Linked DNA regions of Rattus norvegicus: region 2 is linked to region 1. A link is a contact called in public Hi-C data. All regions are on one chromosome and are shown on one strand. Each heading gives the region's core, a stretch centred on a gene start, on an enhancer-like site or on the middle of the called end of the contact. The rest is flanking DNA. Distances are from core to core; before and after follow the strand shown.

The links. Hi-C and Micro-C count contacts between places; a contact is called where the count stands out from the background.
Region 2: a Hi-C map of mammary epithelial cells shows a contact between it and region 1, with 2.0 times the contacts expected there. The contact joins the enhancer-like site here to the promoter of Dyrk2 in region 1. A contact is called at or near these places in 2 of 12 Hi-C or Micro-C datasets (hepatocytes and mammary epithelial cells).

Annotation. Positions count from the first base shown.
Region 1 is chr7:56,244,726-56,251,057 of GRCr8, forward strand. It overlaps Dyrk2 (dual specificity tyrosine phosphorylation regulated kinase 2), which reads right to left and starts at 3,935. Exons shown (of 3, transcript NM_001108100.2): 1 at 3,485-3,935; 2 at 2,915-3,063. The coding sequence starts at 3,533.
Region 2 is chr7:56,296,280-56,302,611 of GRCr8, forward strand. No RefSeq gene overlaps it. Among named protein-coding and RNA genes, the nearest start is that of Dyrk2, 51 kb to the left of the region's middle. Within about 2 kb of position 3,167, at least 5 of the 93 cell types and tissues checked have an H3K27ac peak or open chromatin away from gene starts, as enhancers often do.

The sequences.
Region 1 (6,332 bases), core at 2,685-5,184:
CAAGATCTTGCTTGGGCCTCCGAGGCAAAGGACAGCTGGTTAAAAAGTACCTGAGGCAGACATCTTAACAACACCCAAGAGCCTTACACATTCCAGGAGTTAAAGATATTTACTTGAAGGTTCCAGTAAGAAGAGGACTTTGGGCAGGACCCTGAAATCACAACCAAAATCAAATGCACAAAACTGAGAAATGGGGAGGGGCCCCCAAGAAGGTCAGACATGCCAGGACCAGAACACAAGCTGGAACTGAGAGGTAATGTTTTACCTCTCCACAAATGCATGCATTAAAGTGGAGAGACCCATCAAGCCCTCCCGGAAACGTAGTATTAATATTAGTGCAGTAGTTTAGTATTGAAAATTCTATCAGACAACAGTAAGAAGTCTAGCGCTTTATCACCCTCTTGCAGAACCAAAATGGCAAGCGACAGATGCTCCTCGAGCTAAGACTTCTGGGTGTGTTAAAGCCTCCCCAAATCATCTTAGAAATGTTGTGTGGTGTTGTGGGAATAAAACTGAGGAGTGGAAAAATAAATCACGGATGAGTAATTTAAACATTAAAAAGTTATAAAGATATATACCAATATCTTGGAGTTGATAGAAACGAAAAGGTTTCCAATATTTTATCATTTCCTATATATTATTTTTTAAAAAAAAGCCGATGAGAATTGAGAGACTTATTAGTTTGACTTTTAGGACAAGGTGACCTAAAACTAAATTGCTATAGTATACAATAAAAGTCAGAAAGAAAGACGAAAGAAAGAAAGAAAGGAAGAAAGAAAGAGAGAGAGAAAGAGAGAAAGAAAGGAAGGAAGAAAGAAAGAAAGCAAACTACCATGGGAAATTCCAAAGTTCATATTCCAGACGTGTGCTTAAGGGAAAAGGTGGGCCTGCTCTGCTCATTTTTCTTACTAACCTTTCTCCCTCAGTCATTCCTCCACAGTTCCTGCCAGGTGTAGCTCCAGAAATAAACACACAAACACTTCTGAAAGTGTGGAAGGCAGGGGACTCTAAATCTGCAAAGATTCTAGTATTTATAACAAAGCTAATACTGGTTCCCTGAACCAGTAGTCCCAAGTAGTACATTAAATGAAGAGTTGGGAAGGTGTGTGACTGACGATACACATTCGAGCTGTCCACGGACTCCTGACAGCTCAGTTAACTTGTGGAGTCTTCATTCCCATGCAAACATGCACAGGAGCCGGATAAACTCTGTGTTCCTCAACGCCCCTGAGCCGGGAAACCTGTAGAGTCCTACGAACCACATCAAAACACTTGAAACATAAAGCTTCACTTTCAAAACGGAGCGTCCAAGGATGCGGAGCAACTGAAATTTACCCTTCGGTGTATAACAGCCATGTCACACACAGGCCACAGCACAGCACAGGCATCTATGCCGAAATCACCTTCATGCCTTTTCCTTTCCGGTGCCACACAGGCTTTCCACTTGTGGCAGTTTTCCCCTCTCCCAATTTCATGACATATTTCAGTTGCAAAGAAGTTCTGATCAGGCAAAGGCCATCCTTAACAAAACTTGGAAATCGAATGCAAATTGAGTTATTCCTTGTCCAGTTCACAACATGTAACACGATCACACCAACACATGGGGGGGAAATGGACGCTGGGTTTTCCAAACTGTCAGATGATTCTAAACCAGCCAAAACCACAGAAAAGCCAAACCTCCAAAACCAACGATGACTCCTTTCTAGGATGCCCTTGTGGCAGTCACATCCCCACTACCTGCAGGCTCTCTTTCCCAGCGAGATAGTACGACCCAGATGAGTTCATCCCTGTGTAATGAATCCCCAGCTCCTAGCATAGACTCACCGAGAAAAACAGAGAATAACAAAACATGTCTATGAAATTGTCTACCTCTCTTGTACGCCTCCAGCACAGCTAACGTCGGTCTCATCTCCCGTGATAAACAAGTTTCAGTCACAAATGACTCCCCTTCTTCCCCCCAGAGATGCTCCCTGCAGGCCACAAACCATGGGTGGGTACTTTCAAGCAACTTTCACTTAGCCACAAAATCCTACATCCTGCAGGCAACCTCACACAGAAACCATCCTAGGTTGCTCACATTCCCAGAGAGCCTTTGGGAAAGAGATCTTTAAAACCATCACCTGCAAGCGCACACCTCCTTTAGGCTCATGGTCACCATCCAAAGGCCATCGCTAGGGGCTGAGGAAAGGTACAAGCTGAAGTCAGCCCAGCTCCCCAGTCTCTGCAGCCACCAGTCCCAGGCTCCGCACTCCCCAGGGCCTCAAGGGACTGCACAGCCCTTGTCAGGTGCCCTTCCCTTGCCACCTACAAAGCAAAGCCGGCCCTTTCCTTTTGAGTCAATATCCACGCTGAGAATCCTACAGTGGTGGTTGTTTTGTTTTGACTACTGCTGTAGCTCTTATTTTTGTTAATGTTAATTACAATTTCTGCTGTGCTCAAACCTGTAGCTCTCATAAAACATGCTTACACACGCGGGGGACAATTGGCGGGTGCTCCCTGCTGGCTGCAGCCAGGCCTCTGAGGCTCTTTGGGGGATCGATTTTCCGGGCAGGGTAGCCTAGCTGTCCCCTAACACATACGTTTCTATAAATATCCACTACCCCTGGGGTTGGGAATAGATGTTTACCGGCCGGGGAAGGGAGCTCTAGGAAGCACAGATGAAAAAAGGGGGGAGGGGGCGCAAGGAGGAAGTTCCCAGGAAAAGGAGCTCTGGTGTGGGCGAGCTTCAGAGGGAAGCGAGGGGCCCACGCCACGAATCTCTTTTGTGGCAGCAGCTCGGGGCTCGCCCAAGTTACAGAGGGCGGCGTCGAGGACAGGCCCCTGCCAGGGGCGTGGAGATTCGGCCCTCTCTTCCCACAGCAAGAACCCAACAAGCCAGGGGTCTGCCCGGCGCCCTCCCAAAGCCAGGTCTCACCGTGTGGGATGTAGTGGTAGCGTTGCTGGCCCGGAGAGGCGGCAGGGCGATGGGGGAGGGTGGGCCGGTCCCCACTCCGCTTCGGGGAGCCCCCGCGCCGATCCCCGGGGAAGCCTGAAGCTGGCGAACGGCGGTGTCCCCTCCTCGGCCTGGGAGCCACGCGCGGGAGGAGACAAAAGAGGGTCAGGGTGGGGAAAGAGAGCTACCCAGACCCCCGCCCCCGCCCCGGTGGGCAGAGAACCCCCTCTTCCAGGGAGAAGATGGAAGGAGACACCCGGCCCGGGAAAAGCCGGCGGCGTGCGGGAAAGGAGGGGGGTCGGGACGCGGCTCCCCGGCGCGCACCCGCCAGCTGCAAAGTTAAGTTCGCGACCCGGAGGGGAGCAGCGCTGGGCCAGAGCTCCGGAGCCCACGTCGCCGGGCCGGGGGAGGGGAGGGCGGGCCACCGAGAGGGCGCTGCGGCGGGGTCGCGCTCCGGATGCCCCTCGCTCAACCCGCCGGGTTCAGGGATCCCGGGGCACCAACACGCGCAGCCCGCGCCCCGTGCCGCCGACAGGGTCCCGGGGCCCTTACCGGTCGGGTAGGCGGCGGGAGCGGCGGCCGAAGGTTTCCTGGTTAACATGGCCGCGGGAGAGGAACGTGCATGGCAGTGCTGCCCTCGCCGCCGGTCCCGCCGCTACTCCTCGCCGCCGCCGCCGCCGCCGCCGCCTCCTGGTCGCCCCTCACGCGGGTCCCCCGCGCCTCGTCGCTTCCTCTCTCCCGCTACAGCCAGACACACGCAGTCCACTGCATCCCCTCGGCCCGGACCCGCCGCCGCGAGCCCCCCGCTCTCCTCCTCGCCTCCGCCGTCCCCCTCGTCCTCGGGCGGCTGCTGTACCCCCCGGCCCGTGCACATGCCTCGCCCTCCCCTGCCGCACCGCTGGCCTCCCCGACTCCCTCACATCGGGGCCGCGGGGAGCGGGCTGCGGCCGCCGGGACCCACTCGCTCGGGAGCCTCCTCCCGGGCCTGCGCGCGTTCGCGCACACTCGCACACACGCTCGCCCCCGCGGCTCGCGCCCGAGAAGGCCAGCCCCGCCCCCGCTGAGGCCCCGCCCCGGACTCCCCCGGCCCCAGCCACACAGGCTGGCGGCCACCCCACCCCCACCCGCCACCCCGGGAGTCCCACCCTCTCCGATCTTCCGCAGAGCCGTCCTCCGCTCCCAGGAAAACTGCGGCTCGGGCTCGCCCTGCGCCTCCCCTGCGGCCATCTGCCCTCTCCCCGTGTCCCCCTCGCCCCTGCGACGCCCCTCCCTGCCCTACCGCGCAACCTACCGCGGCCGGCCTCCTCCCGAAATTGCTGCAGAGACCCCTCCCTCTCCCATCACGCCCCTAAACACCGCCCCTAATGGCTGCTCCCAGACAATACTGCGGCCCCCCAGCCCCGGCCCCTGTCCCTGTCCCAGTGGCCCAGCCAACCCCTCTCCCCAGTTTTATCATGGAGAGAACTTAGTTGTATGAGGGTCACCTCGGAAAGTCAGGCCCCGAGGAGGGACTGCGGCTGAGCTTGGTGACCCAAGCATGGACGAAGGAAGGGGCTGCCCTTCCACTTCCATCTCGGCCACGCACGCCCTCCCTGATTCACTGACACCGAGTGACCGCTGCCCTCCAGTCTCTAGGACAAGGGGAGGCAGACAGGCGCCTGTGGACCGCAGCTGAGGTAGCAGTTGGCTGTGGGTTGCTAGGCAAAAATAAACATCAGAGACGCCTCCCATTTCCTTACAACTCGAAGCCTTTCCCCAGCGCGGCCACTGAGACAGACACACCTTCCTTTCAGCTCTCTGCTGCACTGGGGCGACACCTCTGATTCCCCACATCCTCGGAGGAAAAGATTCTTTTTTTCTTTCCCTTCCCAGACACGTGGAGAATTTCCCTGCCCTATTCATTCGTGGGCTACAGCCTCTGCTTCCCAGAAAGAACAGCATTTGTTTCTCTGTCGCACACCTATGCTTTGTCGTGCGTGGCACACTTGGGCACCTTTGTCCACTTGAACAGTCAGGTGTGGAGCGAAAGCTCGAAAAATCCCCAGCAGATAGGGAAGAAAGTTGGACCGCGTCCAGGCATGCACTTCCTTCCTGGGAGGTGCCTAGTTTCTGAACTGCTCCTGGAGTCCTGTGTCCATCCCTTATTGCCCTGCTCCTTGTGTCTTCTCCAAGTCCCAGAGTGCTGGCCCCAACTAGAGCAGACTTCAGTCTAGAGGGAGCTACCTCCTGCAGAGTTGTACAGGCTATGCTGTTGGCAAATTGTCATAGCAACCTCTTGCAAAGATCACCTCAGCTTTAACCAAATGCCAAAAGGACGGGCCCACATTACAGTGTGACCCTCTAGGGCGCCTACAGAGTAATAAGAGGAGGGCACACTCCACCTTCGAAGAGAATGACAGAGACAGAAAGGAGAGAGACAAACACAGGCAGAGACACAGAGAGACAGAGACAGCCTAATTTTCTTCCTTTTGCAAGAAAGTAGGGACGCAGTAGTGTATTAATAATCGGCTCATATCATAACCTAAATTGCCCCTAGCAAGAAATTCCTCCGTGTGATGATCACCTTCAAACCCACACAGGAAGGCTTGAGTAGCATTCAGACTTAACTAACAGAAAGCGGGTAGTAAGGAGCGGCTACAAGGCTACAATGTATCTGAGATTCCCAGCTTAGTCTCACTGTTGCTCTGCTTATAGCCTGTGCACTGTCAAGAAAACTCGGGAAGTGTCCCCCCCTTACTCTTCTAAACAATTATTTCCTTCCCATCTTACTTTGAGTACTCAGCATATGACTAATGTTTCAAAAAATATTGTTCTTAAATATCAATTTTGGCATCAAGTTATCTGTACAGTATTTCAAACACCATTGCTTCAAAATTAAATGAATAAGAAAAATCATAAATAAGGATACTAATAGTACAGGTATGTTTTAGCTCTACTTCCAAATTAATGATATTAATAGATTAAACATGAGAGAAAAGGAACACTTTCTTTTTACAAGGAAAATGATTTGCTTTAATTAAGGAAAAAGATATATGTCTCATTTAATGAACTTTAAATAAAATACCTTTTACTCTTTGACAGTTTCATAACAGTGTATTTTGATCATACCCACCCCAACTCTCCATGCCCACCACACACTCTCTCTCTCTCTCTCTCTCTCTCTCTCTCTCTCTCTCTCTCTCTCTCTCTCCCCCTCCTGGAGCCTCCAGCAACCCCCAACATGGTTTGGAAGGTGGAAGATCACAACTCTCTGTCTCCCTACACACACACACACACACACACTCACACTCACACACACACTCACACACACTCACACACACTCACACACACTCACTCGCACACACTCACACACACTCACACACACACACTCACTCACACACACACACTCACACACACACAC
Region 2 (6,332 bases), core at 1,917-4,416, 51 kb after region 1:
TAAACCTGCAATCAGTTCTTTGCTGTGATGGATACGGTGAATTCTCAACGTTATTAAATGAGAAGCACCTAGGTGACAGATAAAACACAGCTTAAGGAGGGGGGATCTCTGTGAAAACACCATCAGATGTGGCAAGATAGGGAGGGCTCTGACCTCATTCGTGGATTCACCTCTTGATGGATTCCCAGTATGACTTTCTGGCCACCGTGCTGTGAATTGCTCTGTCACAGCCTCCCTGCCTGACACAGCAGAGTAACAGAGTAACGTGCCTGAAACTGGGATCTAAATACATATTGTCAGGGATTCTGGTTATGGAAGCATTAAAGTAACTAATGCCTTTGTTTGCTTTGAGCATCAATAGCATTAAGTGAGATGATTTGTATGAATGTACACATTCTGGAAAATTCAGAACACAAAAGTCCAAGCCACTTCAACATTACTCATCCCATTCGACAGCCTTTGACTGCCTTCCTCACGTGACGGTTAGGCACTCTTGAATAAAGGCGCCTATGATTAACTCATATCAGTTTGTCAGAAACTTTTCTGACTTCAGCTGTGCAAAGTCCTGGGTCCCAGAAATTCCACGGAAGTATATTTGACCTAGCAACAAGAATGCTACTTAATAATAAAATAAATTAGTCCTACAATATTTCTTTCTCCAACTCCATCAGGAAGAAGCCAGCAAGGTTATGTCCAGAAATCCTGAAACAAGGAGAGTCTCCCTGAGAAAAGCAAGTTTGCCTGTGACACAAAGGGGATAGGAAGGTTCTCAAGCTGTGGGTCATGCCCTCTACACCTTTTCACGGGGGTGGCTTAAAGCCATCATAAAACACAGGTGTTTGTATTGTGATCCATACAATTTGTAGCCAAATTACAGTTATGAAGTAACAATGCAAACGGTTTTATGGTTGGGGGTCACCACAACACAAGGAACTGTCTTAAAGGGTCACAGCCATTAGGAAGGCTGAGAACCCCTGCTCTAGGGAGCCTATTCAGTGGTATCTTTAATAAAAAGAAATGAGCCCCGGTTCAGGATAGCACCCTCCAAAACAGAGCTGATTTGCCTTTGTATGGCCATCAGTAGGCTCTGGTGAACCATGTTGGTGGGAGTGGTAATCTGCCGGCCCACAGAACATGGTATCACATGCCTCTGCTTTCCCAGACCCTCCTTACCCCTCTCACTCAAATCCAATGCTCTGTCTAGTATCCACACACTTACATCATGATATGAAACGTTCAGCCCTGTTATTGTTAAGATGATGTAAGAGCTGATCTTCATCCTCCCCCCATAGGAGCCGATAACATAACCATCATTCCCCAAACTGCAGGCTCTCAAGCCAGGATTGGGGTAGTCACCTCAATTCCAGGTCCTCCTTTCCACCTACTTCAGAGCGATGGGAAGAAATGGTATAGTTGTGCTTCCACACTGCCTCGGTGACTCCAGTGTGGCTGCCCATACAGCCTAATCAAATGCCTGCTGCTCGTTTTGGACACTGGGGCTCAATGGCTGCACGTGTTATCTACAAGGTGATCATGGACACTTGGCAGCAGAAGGGGCAGGGAGGAGACTGAGTCAGTATCATCACTTTGATCCAACAGAACCATTTATGGCAAAAATAAATAAACAGACAACGCCTCTCTTTGGACCTCAGAAAAGACCCGAAGCTTCTCCCTATGAGCAGAAGAAACCTCAGTGGCCCCAGGGCTAATAATGACTTAAGGCTGGTCAGGTAATCCATGAACAGGCTGAACAAGCTGGACCGGTTTGCTGGTGAGTCAGAGTAACCATAGGCCTCTTAGGCCTGGGATGAGCTGTAGCCCTTTTTCACCTGGTCCCTCTGACCTTTGAGAAGCACGTTCTTAAAATGAAGTCTCCATGCTCGCCTGCCAAAGGCTTGGTCTTTACCAGGGCCGGGCACAAGAGTCTCTGGGCTTTGCAGATGTACAGGGAGGTTTATGGTACAGCCCTTGAAACGCTGATGATTGAGACAGTGGAAAGGGCCCTGGGACTTGGGCGATGGGGTGAGCAGCTAGGAGGAGACCTCTTTGCAGTTGGTGCCTCTGGAAGGAATTAAGTTGTGGATGTTTTTAATGGTTCCTGGTTCCTTCAGTGGGGGAGGAATCAGTAGTGTGCTGACAGATGTTTAACAGCAGGCACCCTGGGGAGAACAAGCGCAAACACAAACCCTGAGTTGTGTGTTGGCCCCTTTCCACCATGTAAATACTCCCACTGTGAAATCTATCTGGCTCTAGTGTGCCCTTCTGAGGGATCCTCCACTCCCTTATGGAGATTATGGAAATACACTTATCAAGAGTTAAAAAGGCATGAAAATTATTTCGACAGGAATAGTCTATTGAAAACTTTACTGGCCTTTCTTAATTACCTGTCAGCAGTTCGGTAACTTGGATAGAATTTAGTTTCCCGGGTCCTTGTGGTACAGGATTTGGGCCCAGTCTCCTCCTTGTCTAGCTTTCTGGGGAATAGAGCAGTCTGCAAAGTTCAAACCCCCTGCTTCTCTGTGAATACACTACAATGCTTCATGCCCCCAAGTCTTCCCACTGGTGGGTTGCTCTGACACTTTCTCCTCAAGTTCAAGTGGATATTAAGCACCAATTCTCTGTGGTTGTACCATCCCTGATTAGTCACATCTCAAAGTGACCAAAAAAGTGTCTCTCTGTTCCAGCTGTGATCTGTGTGACTTTGGGGTAATTATCCTTCTTGGGGCTCCTAAGAAGATGTTTGCTGTATACTGTGTGCTCAATGAATATAAGGAGCTGAGCAATTCATGAATGGTAATTGAGGCAGCCTCTTGCTTTTCTTTCTGGTGGTGTGAGTCTGATTCTCTCCCCCAGGTTCATATGTTTCAATTCTTCTGTGCCTGGCTGGTAGTGCTGTTTTCAGAGGTTATCGAATTCTTTAGGATGTGATGTCTAGCTGATGGAGGTGAATTTCAGGGGAGGGGTGGATACTTGAAGAGGCGTATGATACCCTGCTACCTGGTTGACTGACCGAAATGGGACAATGCTTCTGTCAACATGGTCCAAGCTGTTCCATTTTCCATCCCAACCACAGAAGACTGAAATCCCTTGAAACCGTGAGTCAAATAAGTCCTTCCTCCCTTAAGTTGTTTTCATCTTGTCCCAGTAAGGGATGACCCACATAATCACTACTTACATTCTTAAATACCAAAGTCCTCCAGTGGTCATCGAAAATAACACTGGTCAGCACAGCACAACAGTAAAGGAGATTCCTAAAGATGGCCCAAGACCATGGGAAATATCAGATATTTACATTGTGAGTCACAACAGTAGCAAGCTTAAAAACTAGCAACAAAAATAATTTTATGGTTTGGGGTGAGCACAGGGTGAGGTGAAAGGGTGGTAGCCTTAGGGAGGGTGAGAACACTCTGCAAGATGCTAAAAGAGAAATGTGAGCAGCGTTGCCTCCTATTTCATGTAGGTAAATGCAAACGAACACGTATGTAATGTATTTATACAGATAAATAAAGCCTTGAAAGCAGGAGGCAGGTGTAAGAGCAGGTTGATCTCTGCTTTATGCATTTCGTTTTGCTTTTATCTTGTGCATCGTCGTTTTATACTGGGGGTGGGGGGGTGCTCATCTGAGGAAAACTTACCAGAGATTCCATGAGAGATAGGGACAGGCCGTGGTTTTCTTCTTCCTTTGTTCTTTGTGATGATCAAGCGGAGCGACTTTTGTTTTTAAACAGACACTAAAGGTAACAATATTCTTTACAGGGGAAGGTTTCTCACCATCACAATAAGTGGGTTGCCTTTCTAACTGAAAGCTCTGGCGAGATCGGTTTCCTGGTGATAGTTGCCAAGGCACATCCCTCTCCTCTCCTTCTCCCTCAGAATCTCTTTTGACAGGAAGAGCAGAGGAAGGCACAGAGCAGCATTAGCACAGCTTGTATGGGTCAGAAAGGCACTCCCCATGGCCACTTGCCCTGATCATCCTGCTCTTGTTCAACCAATGCCCTTCAAGAACCACCCAGCAAAGCTTTTGAAACGTTGTTGCAAAGGCAGAGTGCAGACTGAGGAAGACAGCCATTACTTCTTGTCTTGATGCTGGCCAGCACAGCACGGTTCGTGTATCTACCTTAGGAAGAATACATTGTCTCTCTCCTCATGGATTACACATCTTGTTTTCTCTCAACATATTGCTACACACTGGGGAGAGGGGAGCTCTCTCTTAGAAAATTGCCAGTTCATTAACATTAAACCTTCAAAGACATGTCACAGATGCCAGTAGGTTCCTAAAGAGTTCTGGTTTGCTCCAAGAACAGCACCACAAGGCTTGAATATGGTGCAGAGACTTAGATTAATTTTACTGTGACATGGGGTTTCTGTGGTTTGGGGCTTGGGAGTTCCATGGATTCTTTTCAGTTTTCCTCAAAGAAAGTTCCAGTGTCATCAGAAACTATGGAAGAAGTGGAGAGCTGTGCATCAAACTTTGCTGGGCACGGCAGTTCTTAGAAGGACACCTGAGGCTTAGGGTCTGGGGTAATGTGTCACTCCTCAGTCCTCCTCCCTAGCCATAGCTGCTAAGGTCTGGGCTAGATATGGCAAAAAGCAGCAGGAGTCAGAAGTTTGTGGGAGGAGAGAAAAGCTAGGAAACTGAAGCAGAGGCCAGAGGTGCGACTAGTTGTGTGAGCACAGATATTTTCAGCTTTCTGGAAGCTTCCTGGTTTCCACATATACATAAAGTCATCCTGTGGAGACCTGACACCTTTGCATCCGGTTTTAATTTGGGCTGCTGGTTTCTGCTTCATGGGTGCTTTGGTTCTGATAGCTTGAAGCTCCAAGGTAGGTGGCGAAACTGTCTTCCTAGGCTGGCCCTTGTCTGAAAGATAAGAAGGGAGGGATAGTTACCATGGCATAGTTTAATGTACATCAAAATGCCATGTTACACACACCCCAAAAAATAGATCTTTATGTGTCTACTTCTAAAATGGAACATAAATCTTGGCATTATAGACAGCACTATTAAGGTAAGCCCTCCTACAAGAAACCTCAGGTATAATTTTGTTAGAGCTCAGCTGCCCAGTGCAAGCAGGAGAAACATTTCTACGACTTGCTTTGCCATGCTGACAAATTCCCACGGGCTCACGACTGTGAGACTTCTGTACAACAGTCTGCCTCTCCAAATTTTTATTTCTTCCTTTGTCAAAAGCTTGACGGGGAGGAAGATGCTTCTGTATCTGTTCAATGCATTTGGCTCCAAGGAAGAGAGACCTAACCGCCCCTGCTTGGGTAATGAGAGTAAGGTGAGTTTACCAACAGGAGGCAGAACTGACTAGTCTAGTTGAACAGTAATTTCTGTCAAGGACCCACGTCCTCTTTCTGCTCAGTTGGGGGGTGGGAGGGTTAGTTAAGTGAGCTCCTATGGGGGTTTGGTTTTGTCCTTTTTGTTATTTTTTCCTTGTATTGAAAATAGATTTTTTTTATTTTCACATAATATATCCTGATTACAGTTTCCTGTCCCTCCAGTCCTCCCAGTTCCTCCCCGTCTCCACTCCCATCTGGATCTACTCCCTCTCTGTCTCTCACTAGAAGATAAACAGGCTTCTAAGGGGTAATAATAAAGCATAATAAGAAAGATAAACTAACACATTGGAATTATAGACAGAATAAACAAACAGCAGGAAACGAACCCAAGAGAAGACACAAGACACTGGTTCACATGCTCAGGAGCCCCATAAAAAGACTAAACCAGAAATATACATGCAGAGGACCTGGTGCACACCCTAAGCATGCAACCTCAGTCTCTGTGAGTTCATAGAAGCCTTAATCCTGTTGATTAGGAAAACCTGTTTCCTTGGTGTCTTCCACCCTTCGGGCTCTTATATTCTTTCTATCTCCTCTTTCTCATGGTTCCCTAAGGCTCAGTGGAGGGGATCTGATGGAGAACTCCCATTTAGGAGTGTTCCAAAGTCTCACACTCTCTGCACCATGTCTGGCTGTGGTCTCTGTATTTGTTCCCATCTGCTGCAGGAGGAAACTTCTCTGAAGATGGCTGAAGCCACTGATCTTGACTATAGCAGAACGTCACTAGGAGTCATTTCATTACCCCCCTCCCTTTGTTTAGACAGTAGTATTTGGGACTGCCCTAGGTCCCTGGGCTACCTCGTCTCGGGTTCTGGGTCACCCTTGCAGGGTTGAGTCCGGAGTCTATCGTGTAGAGTGGGCCTTTAGTCAAGCCAGATACTTGTTAGTCCCACAAGCTTCGCATCACCATTGCCCTAGCATGTCTTGCAGGCTGGACACCATTGTAGACCAAAGGGTCTGTGGCTGGTTTGGTGTTGATGTTTCTC